Regions from separate parts of the Oryzias latipes genome. Here all the other regions are linked to region 2. A link is a contact called in public Hi-C data. All regions are on one chromosome and are shown on one strand. Each heading gives the region's core, a stretch centred on a gene start, on an enhancer-like site or on the middle of the called end of the contact. The rest is flanking DNA. Distances are from core to core; before and after follow the strand shown.

Evidence for each region. Hi-C and Micro-C count contacts between places; a contact is called where the count stands out from the background.
Region 1: a Hi-C map of embryo shows a contact between it and region 2, with 2.4 times the contacts expected there. The contact joins the promoter of LOC101170968 here to the promoter of mgst1 in region 2. A contact is called at or near these places in 5 of 5 Hi-C or Micro-C datasets (embryo, fibroblasts and gastrula embryo).
Region 3: a Hi-C map of embryo shows a contact between it and region 2, with 1.8 times the contacts expected there. The contact joins the promoter of LOC101171210 here to the promoter of mgst1 in region 2.

Annotation. Positions count from the first base shown.
Region 1 is chr22:3,952,932-3,956,822 of ASM223467v1, forward strand. LOC101170968 (GTPase IMAP family member 7-like) reads right to left here and starts at 2,156. Exons shown (of 2, transcript XM_020713711.2): 1 at 1,521-2,156. The coding sequence starts at 1,551.
Region 2 is chr22:4,198,417-4,202,508 of ASM223467v1, forward strand. It overlaps mgst1 (microsomal glutathione S-transferase 1), which reads left to right and starts at 2,227. Exons shown (of 4, transcript XM_011490148.3): 1 at 2,227-2,338; 2 at 2,554-2,694; 3 at 4,077-4,092. The coding sequence starts at 2,578.
Region 3 is chr22:4,067,678-4,071,498 of ASM223467v1, forward strand. It overlaps LOC101171210 (leucine-rich repeat transmembrane protein FLRT2), which reads right to left and starts at 1,460. Exons shown (of 2, transcript XM_023951900.1): 1 at 976-1,460; 2 at 1-262. The coding sequence starts at 36.

The DNA of each region.
Region 1 (3,891 bases), core at 906-3,405, 250 kb before region 2:
ATGCAACGCCAGTCAAAAATGTCATTTCTCCTGTTATTCACCCTTAAGTTTACCTTGGTGTGTCTTCATCCTCTTTTTACTGCTGGTAACCTGAATATGTGATTTCAACTTTTTCTAGACTTTAACTAAAGTTTTAGTCAAGATTTAAAACCTGTGAATTCACTGGTTGTTAATTCATAGCCACTTGATTTAGTGTAATGTCGGCAGTGGTGTATAAAACTTTACAGTTTATTTCATTGCTATAGAAGCATCTTAATCACAAATTCAAATATATATATATATATATATATATATATAAATATGTATATATATAAAATTACTATCATTTTATGTTTTCAGGCACAGTTGAGGGGTTAAGGAGCCATTCTTCCATTGCATCATTTCATCATTCTTTTTATCATGGTGTGTGTGTATAGGTGCGTGTGTGTGAAGGGGGGGGGGGGGGGGGAAAAAAATATTTGCTTGTCTTGTCCTTTTGTCTTTAAATCTGATTATGTTTTTATGTAAAGCACTTTGAGTAGCTTGCGTTGTAAAAGCGCTATACAAATAAAGTTTGATTTGATTTGTGACTCTGGACCCTCAGGTTACAGACCCTGATTTTGTTTTTATTATTTTGGTTCCAGCTATCCTTGGAGAGACAAGCCCTTTGAGGAAAGTAGTAAAAAGCTTTAAACTAAAGAGTTGTGGGACCTTAGAGGTTTCTAAGTAGAAGGTTACCTGGCAGTTTACGTACCTTGAGGGGATTTTCTGTCTGAGTTTAGCCGTTGGGCTTTAAAATATGGTAGCATGGTCATATTAGACCAGCTATTCAATAAAAGGCACTGGCCTCTATTGAGGTAATCATAAAAGTTTATTACAAAAAAGTCAAAGTAAAAGCTGAAACAATGAGTTATTGTGTTTGCTCATTTTCATGTCTGATAAATCTGAAATCCCGAAGCAGTGAGGCAAACAGATGTCAGTTTTATTATTTTTATTTTTTATTTAGGAAGAAATCATCCATGCACAAAAATAAACCCATCTGTCATCAACTCCTGCTATGTCCAGATCAGAGTTAAGGGGAGCTTTTCCCAACTGACACTGGGCGACGGCCAATTATTAAATTCCTTCATTGAGGCATCATCGCATGAAGAACTATTGCTCCTAAGGCAACAAGCAAAATAAAGTCAACAGGGCAGAATCAGATAAAGCACCTTAACTAAACTGAAAGAAAGACAATTTAATTAAGCTAATTCATCTGATTTATATGTTGTTTTTCAGAGCTTCTCAAATATTAGATTCCATTCATTTGATATTCATAGCTATAGTTTGTGGATTAATACCAATAAACTAAATGCATCTATTATTTAGATATTACTCTAGAAAGAGCAAATCCTACGCAAAAAAAAAGAATAAAAAGAATATAAAAAAAACATATTCAAACAACAGAAAGCTGCTGAATCCATCCAATCAAGTTATACAATGTTTTCTACACAAACATTTTTGTGTTTTTGCATATATTTTTGTCATTTCATCAAGCTTACCTTGAGGCTGTGGTGGCGGTGGTGCGTACATGTTGAGAGCTCCGATGTTCCTGCACACGACTGGATTGATCTGCGTTTTCTGATTTCCTTGTGTGCAAGTCCCTTTTTCAAAAAAATCCAAACAAGGAAGCACTAGTAGGAAAATAGATTTTGGTGTGACGTTAAGATAAGGCTAAAAGCATTCTTTTGTCTGCTTGTTGGAGTAGTTGCGCTGACATATGAGATGGAGTCTTTGTGACTGAGCTCTGCAGCGTTTGGAGGTGGAGGAACCTCTTCCAGCAAGTGGTCAGACCAGACTGGGGACATGCCTGTCATGTTTGGAGCATGGGTCGGAAAAAGGGCAGGTTCTTCTAGCAAAAGCACAATAGCAGATTTGACAGCTTAAATAAGCTTTGGAAGCAGCAGTGTCCTCTAAAGTCCACGAATGACGTGAACTTTCCTTCCACTGCGTCTCACTCTGCCATCTGAAGGGGTTCAGGCGTTCCAGACCGTCACTTACCTGATATTATACAGCAACATTTGCAATCGGAACCTTCGCTTTAATAACACAAACTGATTAACTATGCAAAAATTTTTTTAGGAAAGAATCTATATCTTATCAGGAGAGATGATCATTTATCAAATAAGGATGTACAAACTTAAAAAAACAGTGTTATCTCAGCTATTACTCAGATTTCTTTTTGCTTTTCTGTTATAGTTTTTGAACCCAAGATTTAAAAGTATTGCAAGGGAAGCATTTTATTTATATATATTTTTATTTTTGTTGTGATAAACTCATTTGAGGTTCTGATGAATTTTATTTTTAAAATTTTTGTTTGTCTTTGCCGGGAATGTTCAGCTCCGCTAAGATGAGTCACAAACAGTAAAAATTCATGCAAACAGACTCGTTAGACTTGTTTACTGATCTTTTTATGTTTGGTTAGATGGATAAACCTCCAAACACACACCCACACACCCACACACACACATACACATTCCTTGTCACATCTGGTCACATAAACATATTTCTGTCAGTTGCTTTAACCATCTTGTTTTGTGCAATTGTTCACAAAGACCTTTTTGTATTCGAGTTCTGTGACTTAGTTCTGAAAAATATTTCTAACTTCTTTGCAAGTCTGGTTGTTGTGTAACCGCAAAGCTGAAATCCGAACATTGCGTTTTAGTTTAGTGGTAAAACAACTGTTTTTTTCTGCCTCAAACATGTAGACCTAAAGATTTTTAGAAAGAGACAGAACACTAGCTAAAACATCTGAAGAGACAATTGTATACCTAGAGGGACACCAGGGCAGCCTCAACTTTAAATCTTCAGTTCAACTTTAAATATGAAAATGTCTCATGCACTGAAGTTGGGAGTCGTTTCCAAAATGAGAAGCAAAGCAACTCGTCCAGGATCTACCCCCACTTTGTGCAACAATAGCTGGGATCGGCTCCAGCAACCCCTGGAGCCCGAAAGAGATTCAGCGGGTTAAGAAGATGGATGACTGGATGACATGGATGTTGGACATACAGTAGCAGTTATTAATTGATTGTCAGAAGCCATACAAAACAAGTATCCAGAACCTAAAGTTGCAGAAACACACACACCCTAACCCCTAAAGAAATGAAAGTAGAGAATTGTTCGAACATTTAGAAGTGCAGAAAAATCTTCCGGTCATGTGGAAATATTTCTCCTTTCTGGAAAATTATGGTCAAAACCTTTCGGGATATCCTAGTATGTGAGATAGTCATGGACCCACAGATATTTTTCTTTGGCCTATCGATGGACGTCATTCGACCAGAAGACAAATACCTGTTCAAGGTGATGATACTAGCCTGTAAAAAGGCAATAACAAGAAACTGATTGAGAAGTGAAACGCCAACACTGCAGCAATGGAGAGACATTATGGAGGAAATTTTCTCCATGGAGAAGATAACATATTACTTAAGGCTAGAGGCACAAAACCTCGAAGATCGATGGAAGAAATGGACACAATACTCAGCTCCCTCGGTCCGGTCTTGAAACAATGTTTTAGTTGCTCCCTGCTACTTACGTCTGCTTTTGCTTTCCTTCTCTTTCTTTTTGTTTCCTTTGCTTTTGTTCTTACAGGAAAAGCTGTATTCTGTGTTAATAAAAATATCTAAAAAATAAAGTAAAAAAAAAAAAAAGAAGTGCAGTAAAATCGTAGAGCAGAATCTTGGTTTGTGAATGGTGCAGTACCTCCATGTGGCCACTTGATGTCAGTGTTGCATAAAGATTCATCTTGTGTCGCTTATAGTCTGAAATAAACATGAAAAAAGTTTTATTTCAGTTTTCCTGAGAGAATGAGAAAGAATAAGTAGAAAACTTGAATTTTTACATTTAAAGCTGGATAACAACTTTAACATCAATTCT
Region 2 (4,092 bases), core at 977-3,476:
GCAGATTTCAGCCAGAGTTCAGGCTTAAAGTCAGGCTAGTTTAAACATGCTTCCTGGAATATCCCCCATAGGAGTAGAGACACTGACAATCAGTGGTATTTTGGTTTAGTACTGAAACTCCTGACATACAAATCGTGTTCCGTGTGACCACAGCTGAAAACATCCCATAATTCCGTGGCTTTTTGTTATTCATATTTGAGTTTATTTTTCTTTGTTTTTTTTAGGCTTTACAAACACATTTACAAACACATTTTCCTCTACAAAGTCTGGACTTTGGGGAAAAATCACATCACCTGGAAACCTGTGAACACTGCTGCGGTTTTTGGGCTCAGCTCAGACTGAAGCTGCTGAGCACATTTTTTTTTGTTGTTGTTGTTTTGCTTATCTATTTTTTCTATAAACATTTCTTCTGCGTTGAGTTAAAATTTCTGATCTCTCTTTCTTTGCGTAGTGGAGTTAGCTTGTTTGCTGCCACACCTCGTTTCAGTTTGTAATCCGCAAAGCTGCTCCTTGTTTGTCACTATTGTCTTAGGCAGTTTTCTCTGCTTGCTGCTGGACACTCCTGACTTTTGTGGGTCAAACTTCCTTTTTAGTTTATTGGTTGACAGTTCATTCAGTGATTTCTGTGTTTCTACCATTCAGGGGTTTGGCCAATGTCTGCATTCTTTTGACCTCAGACACAGTAATTAAGTTATAAAATATATTTTTTATTTTTGATATTCCAAAACTGGATCTCTGTCTGTTTTCTAGAGTTTGAATTGACTTGACTTTGCTCTAGAATATAATTTTTCTTTAGTTCAAAAGTACTAAAATGTTTTAGTTTCTTTGAGGTTTTACCATTTTTTTGTTGAATTTTAAAGGTATTTTTTTCTGTCAATTTCCAACTATTTGTGTTAAATTATGTTTGCATGATTATCTACCTATAAATATCTAACACAGTGTATAGATTACAACAGAGTCCAAAAAAGGAAACTTGTTTTTATTGAAAAAAAGACAAAAATGCAAATGATAAAAAAAAACTACTAAAAATGTATTCATATCAATTACAGTTAAAGATGTTAAAATGATTAGGGAATTTCCAAAAGAAAAATAAAATAAAATCTATGGTCTGGAAATCCTCAAACACAGTATGTGCTGCTTGCTGTTCACTGAAAATGACAAGTCATCTACCAAGCTGTATTCAGACAGTTTATAAATCTGATGTAATCCATATGATATTTTTCATTAAGTCCTAATATAACTGAAAGCAGCTGTTCTCCACGGTCAAGTAATCACAGAGAGGTTCTCAAAATATTTCCACAGGGTTCTGTCGAGTCCTGAAGAGAGCAGCCCTTAAAGCCCTCAACACACACTTTCCTGAGATCCAGGCAGATTCATTCATCATCTGTGATGAAAAGCAGGGGCCAGTTCTGAAGGTCCCACAGATGATCCACTCGCTCTGATGAGCAGCTCAAAATAGCAGAGAAAACATGTTCATCCCCGAGGTCAGAGCGGTGGAGAGCAGACGGGTGGAAGCTGAGAGCCTGTTGTTTCCACAGTTTATTGTTCTCAGAGTGGTTTGTTAAATACTCCTGACCCGGAGCGTATTTACATTTGAAACTAAACTTTAGCTTAACAAATATCTATAGAGTCGTGTGTAAATCAAATCGGTGTCACAGCTGTGTTTGAGAAAGAATGAACTACACCTAATTTAAGTTAATCAATAAGCAAATCACTTCAACCGGCAGTCACGATTACATTCATGGGATTATGGGATGGAAAAACAATTTTCTCAAATTGATATACCATTGTTACTTTGGAAAAGATTATTGTGACACTTGTAAACAACAGTAAATGTAACTTGTAATTGGTAACAAGTACAGTTTAAAAATTGAGCCAACGGGAGGCCGCCTTCTCCAGAAGCAGTCAGAAGGGGGCGTTGCTTCCCCTCCGGTGTTATTTTGGACAGGAAATCAAAGCAACTTGTGGGAAAAAAAAGGCTTAATTTCTTTTTAATTAGGTTCTATTTTTGGCTTCACACATGTATAGTGTCACTTCAAACATGTTGATCATCTACATTTATTTGTTGTCCCTGTCGTCTCTTTCTGTGTCCTGAGGTTTAATCTTTTCTGACCCTTCACTGCAGAAAGTGTCTGATTTGTTAGAAAAAAGCTGTGGAACTTTGCTCATTTCTCTGTGGGAAGACCAGAGGAATGCAACTGCTGAGCTGTGATCTGCAGAACTCTTCCCCAACAGGAAGTAGATTGTTTGCAGACTCTTGCCCCGCCCCCTGGTTTTTCTAGGAAGTATTATTGTGAAACACTCAGTCAGACCCGCTCAGCTGCAGAGGCGACAGGAGGTGAGTGGAGCAGAAAACTTTCCCTTCTGTGCTTTACTTGTTGCTGTGCTCTGTAATGTAGGTTGATCTTTTTTGTTTTGTTTTTAACTATGACTGTTCTAGCTGCTGACCTGGTTTTAGCACACATACTAGTGCTACATTCAGTGCAATCATGTGATTGTGTAGCATCATGGTTTTTCCTCTTCTGCTGACTGAGAGGAGCAACTTTGTCTCAGCAGTTAAACCTCCGATCAGCAAAGATGACCGAGCTGCTGAAAGATCAGGTGTTCATGGCCTTCACCACCCATGCGGCCATCGTCACTCTCAAGTTGCTGTTGATGGGGCCTCTGACTGGATACTTTCGCATCACCAGAGGGGTGAGACACCCCCACACTCATAACTGTTGACTGTTTTCATCTGTGTATAAGCAGGTTACTGTTTTGACCCAGACAGAAACTTGCCTCTCACTAGGAATGCCTAAGCTCAGCCACATACCTGCCAGTCCGAGATCAAGTCTGAATTGTTTTGTTCTCAATTATTCCAAATATTTTCAACTTTCTTCAGTTTTCTACAGTGGCCCTGGAGTGCAAATCACAGCAACAAATCACTTGATGCAAAACCATTTTGAAGATCACAACAATTAAAAAATGCAGAATAAATATTCAGGAAAAACTGCATTACATTTTAGAAAACCAAACAAAATTCCAGAAACCAAAATTTGAAAATGAAAAACAAAAGTTATTTACAGAAATCAAAATGAAATGTTAGAAAATGATACACAATGAGACAGGGAAAATGTGGGTACTGTAGGACATCGCCGACTGGATGACGACTTTTGTCCACCACTTTAACCCAAAGTTATTTGACAAAATGAGCGATGTCCCAAGATATTTACTTTTTTAACGTTTGTTTTGTTTAGTTTTCTGTAAATCACTGAGCCTGTGTCCTGACATGGACACAGGCATGGATAAAAAAATCTCGTTCCCACAAATTAATTTTCAGTTCCCTCGAAACAATGAATTTGTAACGGCAGAAATCGGCTTTTGCGGCAGGACGGAGACCGTACCGGGATGTGAATGAACGCAGATAATGAGACATGATTACCGATGATTTTGTAGAGCCTTTTTAAAATAAATAAATCTCATCTCTAAACTTCCTCAGTGTCTCAGACACACACAATGTGAAGGTATCTGCTGTAAACCCAAGTATCGCTAATATCCGTGTTTATGAATGACTAATCTCGTGAATAATTATTTCGTTCGCACAAATTGATGATTTTATCCACGTCAGGACACGGTGACTGATCATTTTTAAAAACTGGGGGACTGTGGTTGTTCGTAATCCTGGCTGTAAATGGAGTTTGATATTATCAAGATGACTTTGTTTGTCGGTTATCTTATGTATTTATTGTTAGTCCATCTGGATGAACTGTGACAAACATCCTTGAGAAGCTGCTGTCATAAAAAACGAATCCAGCTGTAGATTAAGCTTTCAACTATTAAAACATAAAAGTTGATGTTTTAGTATTTTTTTTAAGGTACTGCATTGATGAGAGTGGCCTTTAGATAATAGGAATGACTTTAAAATGTTCTTTTTCTCGGAAAAGAGTTGGAGCAACAGGAAGTGATTCAACATCCAGCGTTAGGAGAAATCCTTTTAAAATTGCAGAAAAGGGTTCAAATGCAGAGATGTCTGCGTTCACCTGCTGCTTTTGGGCACATGACCTTCATGTCTGACTGTTTTCTCTCCACCTTTTTAGTCTTTTGTCAACCCTG
Region 3 (3,821 bases), core at 210-2,709, 130 kb before region 2:
GCAGCCCTTACTCCATGAACGCCACTGGATCTCCATTTCAAAACGATATACAGATCAAGTTCCTCATTAATCCTTCAATCGTCCTTAAACTCCCATCATTACAGACAATCTTGCGCATATTATTCCTTCAGGATCCATCGCTAAGGTCCATCTGTTTGTCTCCAGCTGCGTACACAATGCTCGACGCCACTGAAGCCATGTGGACGCAGGAGCTGATGATAAACGACCAGTTTTCTCTGTGACTTCAAAGGAAGCAGCAAACCTGCAGCAAAGAAGTGACATCTTTATAAACCCCTCATGCAGAAGGAGGAGTTAAAAATGAATCAGCGAGCAGGAAAACACATGACTTTCATTAACGGCACAGTATTTACAGAGTGAGGGCAAAGGTGAGAGTTTAGTGGGATCCGAGGTGATTTTTGTCTTCAATCAGAGAAAAGTAACATATTAAAGAAGGGAAATAAGAAACAGAATGAGCATTTTGGGGGTTATCTGCTGAGCAGAGGAAGCGTCGCAGAAAAAAAACCTGAGCATTCCTCTGTTATTCATTAAAGTTTGCTGAGCTAAAGAAGAGGAGCTCAGCAGGAAGGTGATGAATGCCGCCTGTCCGCCAGATAAGATGAGACAAATTCCTCACATGGGGACAAAACTGAGATCGATGCCTGGCCTCTCACTGCTGCTGCGCCTGCAAGGTCACTGCATTTAAATAAAGCACAGTTCCTTCATCACTGCATCATGCAGAATAAGACGTATGTTCCTGCAGATTTCAGTGGCTCTCTCTCTGCAGGCGCAGTGGTTCCGAGCAGCCTGTTGACAGACTATAGGAGTTCTGCTGAGGGTTCTGCTGTGATGAGTTCAGAGAAAACTGCTGCTTTAAGTCACATCATCCCTAACAGTAATTTCCGTTCCTTCTTCAAACAAATAAAGTACAATTTTGTTTTTGTATTTTCTGTCAGAAATGACTTTCAGAAGTCTCACCTCCAAAAGTGTCGCCGCCTGACGCGCGCCCGCTGCGCTCTGCTGCGCTCAGAGGGCGCGCCGAGTCCGCATCCCGCGCGCAGCCAAGCGGCCGCGCCGTGCGCGCATGTTCCTGATCCGGCCGGAGCAGGTGTGGACAGAGCTCAGGTCAGCGACGGTCCGCCCCGCATCCTCCTCCAGCCCTCTGTGACTCCGCGGCCGGCCGAAGCCGCCGCCGAACTCCGTCCGCTGCCTTCAGGAGTGAAGGACTCACGGGAACGCGCGCAAGGTGGCAGAATCGCATTCCGGTCCCACCGCCGCTCCGCCGGCAGCTGCGCTGCGTGTCAGGTCCATGTTCCTGAAAAACTGTTCCAAACCCTTCCACCCCCTGCATCTGTGCGCGCGTGCTCACTCCCTCCCTCTCTCTCTCTTTTACTGCCCTCCTCTTCCTCACCGCGCGTGCTCATTTAACATTTCAGCGTCACTTCAGATTTAGAAAAGAAATACAACACAGTAAAAATGATTCTGTGAATCTTCTGGCAAAATCTTCTTTTTAAGGATGACAAAGACTTTTTTTCTTTAATGTAAAATAATAATAATATAATAAAAAAATTATAATCAATAATAAATAATATTAGCAGTAAACAATGCTAAATTAATAAATCCGTAGATTAGAAAAGGCTCTAGTTATCTCTGCCTTCTTTCTGTAACTGTGTTAATTGTGCAGGTGACTATCGTAGTCAACCAAATAAAAACTTTTCTATGTTAATTTTTACGTGACCTAAAATATCTCTTGTGAAGAACCCCCCCCCCCCCACACACACACACACACACACACACAAAATCTCTGCACTTAAATCTAAAAGAAAATAATGGAAAAAGGTTATTTCTTTGTCAAAAGTGACCTGTGAGTCCAATGTGACCTGACCTGCTTTCAGACTCGCATAGTCTTTCAAAATAACTCTACAGTAAATGGGCGGCGGAGAATGATGATAACTGTCAGATCTTTATCTAGTTTGGTTTCACATAGAGGTTCTCAGAAGCCAATCAAAGGCTGAAGCGGACCAAATAGCTTTGAAATGGAGAAGCAGAGTTCTGATGTCAACATCATGGAGTCTGAGATCACATGAAGAGACAAGAGGATGAGAGAAAGTCAACAGAAGATCCACTGAAGATAGATGGATAGATAGATGGATAGATAGATAGAAAGAAAATGACTTGATTATGGTTTTTGATCTGAAGATAAAGTTATAAAAGGAGTAAGTTTATAGTTTAGGATTAAAACAATTCCCTAATATGCAAAAGTACAGGTTATCCACCCATTGTTGTGACTTATTTACAGTTTAAACAACAATGTAAGGAAACACTTCCATGATTTCAGTTGAATTGGTTCAGTGAAATGAATCGTAAAAAAAAATTCAATTTTCAATTCAATTCAATTTTATTTGTATAGCCCAAAATCACAACAACAGTCGTCTCGATGGGCTTCGAAGTAAAACATGAACTCAAAAGGATCACGAATACAAAGAGTTCAATAGGAAAATACTAAAATGAACTAACAAACAGACTAAGCTATACTGGCATCCCTGCCCTTAGACCCCCCTTCGCGGTAAGGAAAAACTCCCAAAAAAAACGGATTCCGGAAAAAACGAAGAAACCTCAGGGGTGCCCACATGAAGGAGGGATCCTCCCCCAGGACGGACAGGCGATTTACCAGAAATCTTAGAGAAGAATTAACTTATCTAAATCTACAACTACATATATAAAGTCCAGCAGACGAGCTTCATCCAGCCGTGGTTGTGGGGACAGTCAAAGGCGCGAGTCGAGCCGGAGACAGGAACCACAGCCAGGTGTAGGAGCAGGAGCAGAGGCGAGGTACTCGGTCAGGTACAGAGCAGAGACGAGCAGAGACGAGCCAGAGGCAGGATCCACAGCCAGGTGTAGGAGCAGGAGCAAAGGCGAGGTAAACGGTCAGGAACTGGAGCACGGATGAACCAACTGGAATCTGGAAGCACTCCCACTCCCCAGGAGGGGAGAGGAAAAGAGGGACAATACATGAATCGCACTGTACCAAACAGAGGCATGGAGAACTAAATGATAAATTATGATCAAGAATAGAGGAGAGGAAGCGTAGAAGTAAAAAAAGGAAAGAGGACAGAACCCCAGTGTACCATAGTTACCCCAGCTTCAACTTCTAGCAGCCTTTTAAAAGAAATAGTTATTATTAAGTTTAATTTAAACAAATTAACATTAAGTTAAATAATCTCTGAATACTAACTAGTCTGACAATAAGCCTGTCCACAGAGGAATGTTTTAAGTCTAACTTTGAATGTAGAAACTGAGTCGGCCTCTCTTACATGAGCTGGAAGTTTATTCCATAAGACAGGGGCTTGGTGGCTAAACGCTCTACCTCCAATCGTACTTTTACTAATTCTAGGAACCACAAGCAGTCCTGCATTTTGCGAGCGAAGTGTTCTCATTGGATGGTAAGGGACTATGAGGTCCTTAATATAGGACGGGGCCATTCCATGTAAGGCCTTATAGGTTAACAGGAGGATCTTGAACTTGATTCTGGAATCAACTGGGAGCCAATGGAGCGAAACTAACACAGGAGTGATGTGATCTCTTCTGCTGGTTCCAGCTAACAATCTAGCTGCTACGTTCTGAACAAGCTGGAGACTTCTTAAGGAACTCTTAGGACACGCTGCTAACAAGGAGTTACAGTAATCCAGCCTCGACGTAACAAATGCATGGATGAGTTTTTCAGCATCACTCTTAGAAAGTATATTTCTGATCTTAGCAATATTCCGCAGGTGAAAAAAGGCAGTTCTGCACGCCTGAGATATGTGAGCCTTAAATGATAAATC